2 separate regions of the Culex pipiens genome follow, and region 2 is linked to region 1. A link is a contact called in public Hi-C data. All regions are on one chromosome and are shown on one strand. Each heading gives the region's core, a stretch centred on a gene start, on an enhancer-like site or on the middle of the called end of the contact. The rest is flanking DNA. Distances are from core to core; before and after follow the strand shown. Region 1 holds the start of LOC120429041 (protein odd-skipped). Region 2 holds the start of LOC120413125 (protein drumstick).

Region 1 (5,087 bases), core at 1,425-3,924:
GAATAAAAATATGGAAAAAAGAACAAGTAAAAGACAATGTTTAATGTTTGATTTTCGCTATATTTTATTATTTGGATATTTATTAAAGTAATAATTTACGTCTTGACGGGACTTAAACGTACAACATAAAATATATATTCCTCTTACTTAAAAGTACTAGAATAAATTATTTACAAAGGTGTGTGTGATTTTTCCTTCCTAACAACTAATGCTGGTTTTTGGCTGAGATCAGTTTACAATACTTTCCAGTTTCTTCTTCCGCTTCGCTTTCTTTTCGTCACAATCAACGGGTTTTTGGTTAGCAAAAAACTGTGTGTGGCCTTAAGTAGCTTTGATTGTGTTGTGTGTGTGTACTAACTTAAAAAAAATGCGCATTCATAAATAAAAGCAATATCAGTCTTTAAAGAAAAGCTTTCTACCTCCCATTCGCTCTTTGCAATTGAAAATGTTTACTAATTCGCTAGCAACTTATTTCTCTCTGACAAGCGGGGTGAGTGAACAAAAAAAACCAACCTATTACTCTTCTCTCTTTGGCTGTCTTTTTCTAGGTCATAAACGAAACTTTTTTTTTTCTCTCGCTCCCTTTACGCCTATCATCTGAGCCTATGCTTTGGGCTATCGTTTGGTGGGGCCTACCTCTCTCCCTTTCGCTTCTCTCTCTCTCTTGTTTTGCGTTAACAATACCGATTAATAAAATCTTTGTAATAAAGAAAAACGAATACAAAATCAACAAAATTAGACTCAACTAATTTCTCTCCGACTGACTAAGGAACATCTCGTGTTGAGGGCGGTGACGGACGGGTGTCAAATTACCGCTTCATGATCTCATCGATGGAGAATCCGAGGGACTTTTTGGCGGGCAGGGTGGACGGTTCGGTGCCGTAGCTCTGGGGGTGCAGGTTGTGGTGGTGGTGGTGGTGCTGTCCCAGATGATGGTGATGCTGCTGCTGCAGATCGTCCTCGTCCTCTTCGTCGTCAAAGTCCTCGTCGACGATGATGTCCTTTTCCGGGGTGGAGGGGCTTGATTTTTGCGAGAGGTCCAGAACGGGGCCGTTGGGGGTGACCTCGGAGATGGCGTGGCTTTGCATGTGGGTTTTGAGGTTGGCGCGCTGGTTGAAGGTCCGGTTGCAGATGTTGCACTTGTGGGGCGCTTCCTCGAGGTGGGTGATCTTGTGAACGGCCAGGGTGCGCGACTGGCAGAATCCCTTGCCGCAGTCGGAACACTTGAAGGGCTTCTCTTTGGAGTGGATGTAACGGTGGTCGCGGAGATGGTCCTGCCGGCGGAACGACTTGCCGCAGATGTCACACGAGTAGGGCCGCTCGTCGGTGTGGGTGCGCTCGTGGATGAGCAGGTTGTAGGACTTGGTGAAGTGCCGGTTGCAGTACTTGCAGATGAACTGCTTCTTTGGGCGGGAGCTGCCGTGACCGGTGGGTTTGATTGGGCCAGGGCGACCGAGGCCTGGGAGTCGGGCGGCAAGTTCCGTCGGGTAAGCTCCCTGGTGCTGGAAGTGGAGTCGGTGGATGGCGGCGTTGCGGATCCACTGCTGCATGAGGGCGTGGGGGTGGTGGGCGGCAACGGCGGGGAGTTGGCCGTAAGCCGGCAGCGGATAACCGGTTTGCTGGAGGTGTTGCTGAGCTGCGGCCGCTGCCTGGGTTTGGAGCCAGAGGCGGTGCTGCTGCTGCTGAACCTGCTGCTGGCTATGGTGGTTGTGGTGTTGTTGTTGCTGCTGTTGTTGTTGTTGATGGTAGAGGAAGGCCTCCATCGAAGCGACGGCTGGGGCTGCTGACTGAGGCTGCTGCTGCTGCTGGGGGAAGAAGCCCTCCTGGTGGTGGGGAGCATGCTGTGGTGGCATGTGCTGAGCCGCCGGTGGAGACCGGTTTGCCTGTTCCATCTCGTACTGGTACTGGTGACGCGATGTGATCACGGCCGGCGTTGTGTTAATACTGCTCTCTTCGGTGGGAGTGTGTGGCGGGGTTAGGATCGGCGATACCGCCGAGCGGGGCTCCTGCTTGATGACGGCCAGAAGCTCTGGGGGGAAATCTGAGGAAGGAAAGAGAGGGGGAAAACGCTCAATTAGACTCCGAGAACATTGCGGATTGCACGACTGAAACGGCTCAAGTTTCAACACTGGATCGATCCTTACCTGGTGATCTTGCTTTCAACTCTTCGATGCTGATATCACTGCAGGACGACGAAGTCGATGCGGACGAGTTGAGAGACATCTCTGCTAGGTTTTGAAAAAAACACGTTTCACGATGGCACTGCTGCTGCTGCTGCTACTCCAAATGAGACTTCATTCACTATCACTCTAGCCAAGTCGGACAGTCACTGATAACCTCAAGTTCGTTGCTATTATTTTTGTATTCTTGTTTTATTACAGCCGATGTAGCTCGCACACTCAATCAACGGAAGCACTGCTCACTGTTCCGAAGCTGTAACATAACTAAAACTGCTGCTGCGATATCCTTTGCACGTTATCCTTTTCGTCCCATACGACGACGACGACGATCTCCAGCTATGTGTATATAGACGATAAACACGCTCACAACCGTACACACTGTATCGATGTATTTATGTGGTGCAACGACGTCCAGCCAAAAAAAAACACGTTCGTTTCACGACGGACTCTCTACACTTCTACTTTTTTGGCATAGAGCTACGAAACTAGATGTTTAGACAACAAGTTGTCGGTACAAACTGATTTGCTACTAACGAAACTTCCAGGGAAGTCACTTCTGTGCATGGAGAGCAAGAGAGGGCTCGGGTGCGTGAGAGAGTGTGCGAGAAAGAGAGCGCGCCCGGCATTGCGCGAGTGCGAGCGAGAAGGCTTGCACTGGCAGTAGTGGTAGTGGTGGGGATAAACGTTGACGCCCACCGTTGACCGTCCAATGGCCGGGTTCCCTTTCAGTGTCGCCGTCGGCTGACAAAAGAGACTCTCACAATACAGCCCAGCAACGTCATTGTGCATAGATTGCTTGCGCCGCGCACGGCGGCCGACGGAAAGGGACGCTCGACGCCCGTCACTCTCACTCTCTCTCGTGCCCTAACTTGGCCCTTTTGTCACTTGCGCGCTGGTAGTGGTACAGTGCTACTCCTGTTGCAGCAGCAGATCCTCCGTTCGGCAGCTTCTCGGCGGCAGGAGCTGCCGGTGCTGCCGTACTTCTTCTGTATTTTAACATTTTTTTTATTGTCACTCACACACACGTACGTACGAATAAGCAGACAGGTACGGTGAGGGCACACACGTGGCGCGCGCGCTCCTCCACACGAGAGAAGAGCGAGGTTCGTCCTGGACAGGGGACTCGTTTTTACAACCCTGCCCGGATGAGATCGGGGGTTGGGAAATAAAATGGAATAAAAAATGTCCCGGGAACAAAGGGATGTAATCGTTTATTGAATTAAGCTGTAGCAAAGTTTGGAGGAGAAAAAAAATATATGTGGAAAGTCTGCCAATAATAGCTGACTGACTTTTGGCCCCGGGCGGCTACTGGGAATTGATTGAGGGTTCGTTTTGTACCTGTTTGATAAGTTAATTGATTTTTTACAAGAATAAATTGACTTAATGATGATTTTGCATTCAAAGCATTAAAAAAACCTTTGTTTAAAAAAACATCAACTTCACTACCATTCAAAATCAATAAAGCTCTTATTCTACCTTAGTCCTTATATTCTGTAATATATTAACTGTGGATTCTCAATATTCTTTTTACAACTGCAACTTGCACAACTATTGTTTTTGACAATAATTTATACTAAAAAGCAGCAAACATTTATGGTTAAAATATGCGTGTTAGCAGAATGCATTACCAAAAATACTAAAAATACCTTGTCTCTTCTAAATATTCATTAACGTTTCTAAAGTTTTATTTTGAAAAGGTCCTATAAGTCCTATACTGTTTACAGGACCGTTAACACAAAAAACTATAGATTTGTTACAGATAAACATTTTTATTATATTTAAAAATAATATAATATTTAATTAATTCCTAAGAAAGCCAATTTTCCAACCTGCAAATAACAAATGCGAAAAATGCATTCCGTTATGAAATTACTTACTTTTTCTTTCATTCTGTAATGAAGAAATGAGCATCTTATCATCACCATAAATAACATTGCTAATCAAATCATCAGACCACAAATTTGAGTACTAAGAAGTTCAACTATTGGCCCCCAAAATATACTTATAATTGGTAAATTGTAGTATGAATTGTTTACTTTTTGTTTTGTTTTTGTTTTGATATTTTTATTCAAGTTTTTAGCAAATTCAAACTAACAATATCTATCTCGAAGGTTATTTTGTAACTGTTTTCCCTCAGTAGATTTGCTCGATTCTTTAAGTACCCGCAAACTCTGTTCCCAACTTTAAAATTAATCAGCTGTTGAAAGGTAGTCCACATCTCAGCTTAGGATAGAACGTCACACAAGTAATACTTAAACAATGAAATAAATGAAATGAAAACTCACAATAGTTTTAAAATTGAGAATATGCAGAATAGTATATTGAAAACGGTAATCTTATGTCATCAAACCTTCCAGATTATAACTTTTTTTCTGTGTAGAACACAAAATTATGAGAAAAAAATAAATACTGTTTTATTTATGAGAGCATTAAAGATTCTGAAAGTATGTAAAATGTCAGAGATCGATTAAAAATAAAATATTTTTGCTGAAAAATATTTTTACAAAAACTTCAAAACTTTAATTGAATAAAAAGTCTAATCATCTGGAAACAATTTAAAGTGCAGTTTCCTGCTATCCTGCATTGACAATCATAAATAGCGTGTTTGGGTTTGTTTGAAAATATTTCGTTTTTTTGTGAAATTCCAAAGAGATTTTTTTTCCACGAAAAAAAAAGTCAAAACATAGATATTTTGGAAACGAATGATTGCAAAATTTTGTTTTTTTTTTGCCCCCAAATTTTTCGAGCCAATGGTGAAAGTGGGAAAAGTAACATAAACTTTGAAAAATATTTGAAACAACCTTAATATGTCTTCATAAACTTTGTTTTGTATTCTCTTGACGTTTGTTTGTATAGTTTTGCCTAGCTTATATTTTTATTTCAAAAAGTTTTTAAAAGTTTTTTCAA
Region 2 (5,087 bases), core at 1,077-3,576, 330 kb before region 1:
TCATAGCAGAAAATGAGAAAAACATGCAAAAAATTAAAAAAGTGACTGTAAAACCATGAAAAAATTAGATAGGCAAAATGTAATGATAGCAGGTGGTAGAATAGGCCAAATACTACCAAAAACAAACATAACCTAAACAAGATAAAAGCAAATTAAAATACTCAAAATGAAACAAGAAAAACATAAAACAAGAGAAGTAAAGTTTTCCGTAGAACAAAAGTTGCTCAAAATGACCTCCTAAACACGGGAAAAAGGGTTAAGGGGAATGTTGCATTTTTTACTGAATGTATTGACTTTATGAATGTGAGGAAGGCACCAACCACCTAAAGGTGGATTAAGTAACGTTTTTCATTAAAATGTAAATACCATGGCTTGCCATTTCAATTTTTACATATTTTTTTCTGCCCCCTCTCGACTTTGGTCAGAGTCGAGGGACATAAACTTCAAAAAATATAACGGCCTAATCTGATTTTCAAACTTTTAAACAGATACCTAACTTGAAGAAGAAGAAGATACAAAATAGTTTTGTCAAGTTTACCATCCCTCTTTGAAACCATTCAATAATTTAACCAAAATTCAGATATTCCCTTTTTTACCCCACAAGGTATGTCCAATTTACTCCTATGGCATGTTTCATCGAACGTTTCTAGGTTTGGTGATAAAAAAGAGGAATTGCTAATTTTCAAGCATAAATCTCAGACATCATCCAAACAACTCCCTGACACAATAAGTATCTATTTAATTACCATGGAATCTTTGCAAAGCCTTATTTCCAAACCATCGAATATTAGAATTAAGAAAATGCCATAAGGCTTGGAAACTTTTGCAGATTTTAATACAACTACTTGAACTTTTCAAACTTTCAGTATTTTTATACTCCTAAGCAATTACTAGAACTGACACAGTCACTCACATTGGCAATTACATTTGATATCTGAAGCAAAAAACTGAACAAATTGGCTGAAATTCGAATTGCTTGAATAGTTGAAGGCTTCTCCAACATGAGCCTTTTCGTTTGCCCCGATGTCCTTGCGGATTCCAGTCTGCAGTGTTTCTCGGCAGATCTCTTGCGCATCCTTTAGTTGCGCTCGTATTTTGATTTTTATCTGCTTTCATAAAAAATCGCTTGTTTAAACTCTTCTTCTATTCTAATAAATGTTCGATTTTTAATAACATTTCTCCAACCCCATCTCTGGCAACACTTCGCATCGTCGCGTACACTGAAAGAAAGGCACACAGCAATATCACATGTTTTACACGTGAATCTGCCCCATACGGCTTAGCATGTGAATTTCATGAGCAAATCACTTGAATCAAATCATGGAGCGACCCTGACATTCCAAATGAAAAACACGTTAATTTGACGTGAAATCTCACATGAATATGCAATGAATTTGTAGTGCGATTCACATGGATTTCCATTGGAATTCATGTGTGTTAAATATTTAGTATTTTCTTCATTATTTAATTGAATTATTTCATTGTGCAAGCATAAATAAAGTTTATTGCCAAAATAGTATATTTTTTTAAAATAGTAAAAACACATACAATAAATAAAGTTTTCTTCACTGATCCTTCTTGCGCAGCGTCGGAAAGTATGATTGCGATTCCGTTTCCGCGCTGGATCCGGAGGACTTGAGGGCACTTCCTGGCGAACGTCGGAAAGCACCGCCGAAATTAAGTGTTTGTCGTCGATAATTGTTCGCCACAGCACTGCCGGATGATATTTGAGCGGATCTTCCGGACCACCGCATCAGGTGTGGATTCCAAAGCCGACCACAAGCTGGAACTTGATTTCCTGAAACAACCCAAATAGGTGAAACTTTTAAATAAAATCAAAATTTCTGAACCTTCACTAAGTCTTCTATGTTGTACTTACCAAAAACTTATTGAATCTTTAAAAATCAGAAAACTTGTATAGAAAATCGGCAAGAAGTAAAGTTTTGACCATCATCGTCCGTGGCCATCTTACTAATGAAGTTTTTTTTCGCCACACGCAATTCAAAACCAATGCATTTGAATCTCACGTGATTTTCACTTCGCAATCGCAGGAAAAGTCAAATGGGGCAAATCAAAGTGAAATTCATTTGAATCTGCCGTTAACACCATGCGAAAAAAGAGTGAAGGATTTTTTGTTAGCGATCAGCTGGCTTTAAATGATTTTCGCATCTATCTGGCAGGCAGAGCATGTGTGGATCAAAGGAAAATCATGTGAATTTAACGTGTTGATTTTTGGAGCAGCTCACGTGAAAAAGCATTTGATTTTGCTGTGTTAGATTCTTTCAGTGTAGGACTCAAGCTTCAAGCCGTACCGAAGCGTGAATCAGCCGGCGCGCGGTCGGGGATCGCGGGGCGCAACACGGATTGCGGTTTGCGCGAACGAAACGGAACATTCAGCTCTCTCTCTCTCTCTATCTCTCGCGCTGCGGACTTCTCACTCCCTTGCTCGGGCCGTCAAGAGATTCAACTCAGAAGCAACATCGGCAGCCTCGAATTTGATGGTACATATATTCAGGGGTTCCCGGAGGGTGATGTGGTAGTGGGACGGCGGCGGGACGGAGAGAGTCAAACCCCGTCAACAACCCTGCTAGCGGCAGCAGCAGCAACAGCTTCGTCGTCGTCGTCGTCGTGTATTATATAGAAGGAGATTTAATGTACGCACTGTACGGGGTCTACGGTGCTACGGGGGGCATCAATAAAGTAGCTACTAGTGTAGGTTTTCTCTTTTGGTGTAGGCTGTCTCGTTCTCGCTGGTGGGATGGGAGATTAGGCTGTCTCGCTCGCTCTCTCGCACGCTCGGTTTCGTGTATCGCGGTTAAGTACAGTAGATGTCTGCAGTTTCCAGTTCGCAGCTACTATGCCAGAAAGTCTTTTGACTTCTGTTACTAGCAAACGCTCGCAACACTCGTTCCAAGTCCAGCGTACTAAACAGGCCGTTTTTTGGTAGCCGCGTTGGCCACCTCTTCCTATACGGTATTCTCCGATCATAACTTTTAAACTTTTCGGGTTACCCGATTGACTCTCCGTCGTCGTCGTCGTTGTCGTCGTCGGCAGTTTCGTCGCTCTTGCGCGCAACCTCCTGCCCGTAGCCTGTAGCGTTCGGTCTCCGGGGCCGTCTCTCGCGCCGCGCGCCGTTGTGCTGCTTATTTCGGTGTGTATTATTGCTGCCGTGTGTTGCCTGTGCCTGCCTGCCTGCCTGGCTATTGCTCTTGGAGAGTTCGTCTCATCATCTTCATCTGCGCGCGCCACTGCAGCCGAATCAACCGAAGTTCGTCGTCGACCCCGTCGTCGTCTACCTTCAAGTGCTCAGGAAGATCAATTTAGCGTCATAATAGCGATACGCACAGAAGCGTTCGGAAGTTATATTACATCGGCGATATTATTAACTCTCACAGCTTCGCGGACCGCGCTGGAGTTCGGGAGCAGTTCGGGAATAGTCGCTTTCTCCGGTGGATGTGCTGTACCGTCAACGGAACCGTTCTAAGGAATAATCCCTGCGAGAAAATAAGTGATTTTGAATGGTTTCTCATTCGATAAAGTGACTTCAATGATACCTGGTGTCGAAGGTGAAGCGATTGTGATACACAGGAAGAGTTCCATCCAGAGTGTTCAGCTGGAAAGGTGTTTCGACGAGCGAGAGTCATCGATGCGCAACGGATCCTGTAATCAAACGTCAACAATCCTGGTAAGTTTGAACAATTTCGCAAACTCACAACCTTTTGCAAAACCACGTTTCGGTGAAACGACCCCCGATCGTAGCAGGCGTCCGACATCTTGCCGATTCGGTAACCAACTGCTGCGCAGCAGTGCCGCGAGCGCTACCGGTCTTTACACCGCCTACTTTTTATCTGCTTCTGTTCCACCAAACCTCGGCTACCGTGCGCGCTCGGGTCACCAACACACTCACATTTTCCCTCGGGGGTCCCAACTCCGACGCGGTCCGAACATTGCCGACGGCACCGGCGGCTGCAAAATCGAAGCGCCGTCGGCGCTTTCAAATTGACACTCACTCAACTGGGTCGTTTCACCGAAAACGTCAAATTTTGGCGAAGGGCGCGTGGCTACCGGTTTTTGCGCCGCCCTTTTTTGTCCGTTTACGCTTTGACCGGGTCTCGAACCCCCGAGTGGCGGCGGAAACCCGTTTTCATAATTAGACGCCGCGCACGCACGCACACAGAAGCCCCCTCCGATCGTTGATGGCCGGCTACCGGTGTTACGCGCGCGCATGTGTGCACAGTAGCCACGTTTTGCTCTTTCTCTCGCGGGCTCCTTTTCTCTTTTGCTACCGTTTTTTGTTATTCGCGTTTGCCGGGCGAAGGCGCGGATTGGTCGAAACGGGAGCCCGGGCGTGTGTGTGTGTGAGAATGAGCGTTTTGAAAGGTTGATTGGGAGAAAGAAATGGCTACCGGGCTTTTGTTTGGGGTGGGGAGAAAGGTTTTTGATTGGATGCGAATGAAGAGCGGAATGAATAATGCAACACAATTTAAAGTAAGAAATATTGTTAAATGAAACATGCCTGCTCATTTCAATTTGTTTTAATGGAAATGTTTCAAAAAGTAATTTGTATTGTGCTTTCTGACATTTACATTTCAACACTGAAATAAAAAAAGGACCAAATTCCTAAATTCTAGGAACATTGGCTCCTTTCCTTATTTAGTAATTGGGTTTTTTGGATTTCTTTATAAGAAAAGGAGGAAAAATTCCTATAATTTAGGAATTTGGTACTTTTTTTTTATTTCAGTGAACAAATTGAAATTGAAAATACAGTGGACTCTCTCGTTGTCGATATTGAAGGGACCGTCGAGAGCGGGAGTTATCAAATTATAGAACGAAAAATCAAAGCAATCTATTTGAAGGGACTGAAAAATGTATTGACAGCTGGAGCAATATTGATATCTAGAAGATCGACAGCCAGAGAGTCCACTGTATTATAAATCTTCCAGAAAACAGATATTGCGATAAATATGTAGAATTCAGGTCTGGATAATTGTCAATCCTTAAAAGTTGATTGAATGGTCGTACACCCAAAATTCAGAATCGAGATAATCGTTCTCTCAAAATTTATTGAGGGCTCAGTGCCAAAATCG

What was found. Hi-C and Micro-C count contacts between places; a contact is called where the count stands out from the background.
Region 2: a contact with region 1 is called in a Hi-C map of embryo, with 7 times the contacts expected there. The contact joins the promoter of LOC120413125 here to the promoter of LOC120429041 in region 1. A contact is called at or near these places in 3 of 3 Hi-C or Micro-C datasets (embryo, whole body and whole pupa).

The regions. Positions count from the first base shown.
Region 1 is chr2:99,425,535-99,430,621 of TS_CPP_V2, reverse strand. LOC120429041 (protein odd-skipped) reads right to left here and starts at 2,674. Exons shown (of 2, transcript XM_039594179.2): 1 at 2,145-2,674; 2 at 46-2,041. The coding sequence starts at 2,223. The coding sequence ends at 810.
Region 2 is chr2:99,759,456-99,764,542 of TS_CPP_V2, reverse strand. It overlaps LOC120413125 (protein drumstick), which reads left to right and starts at 2,326. Exons shown (of 4, transcript XM_039573831.2): 1 at 2,326-3,685.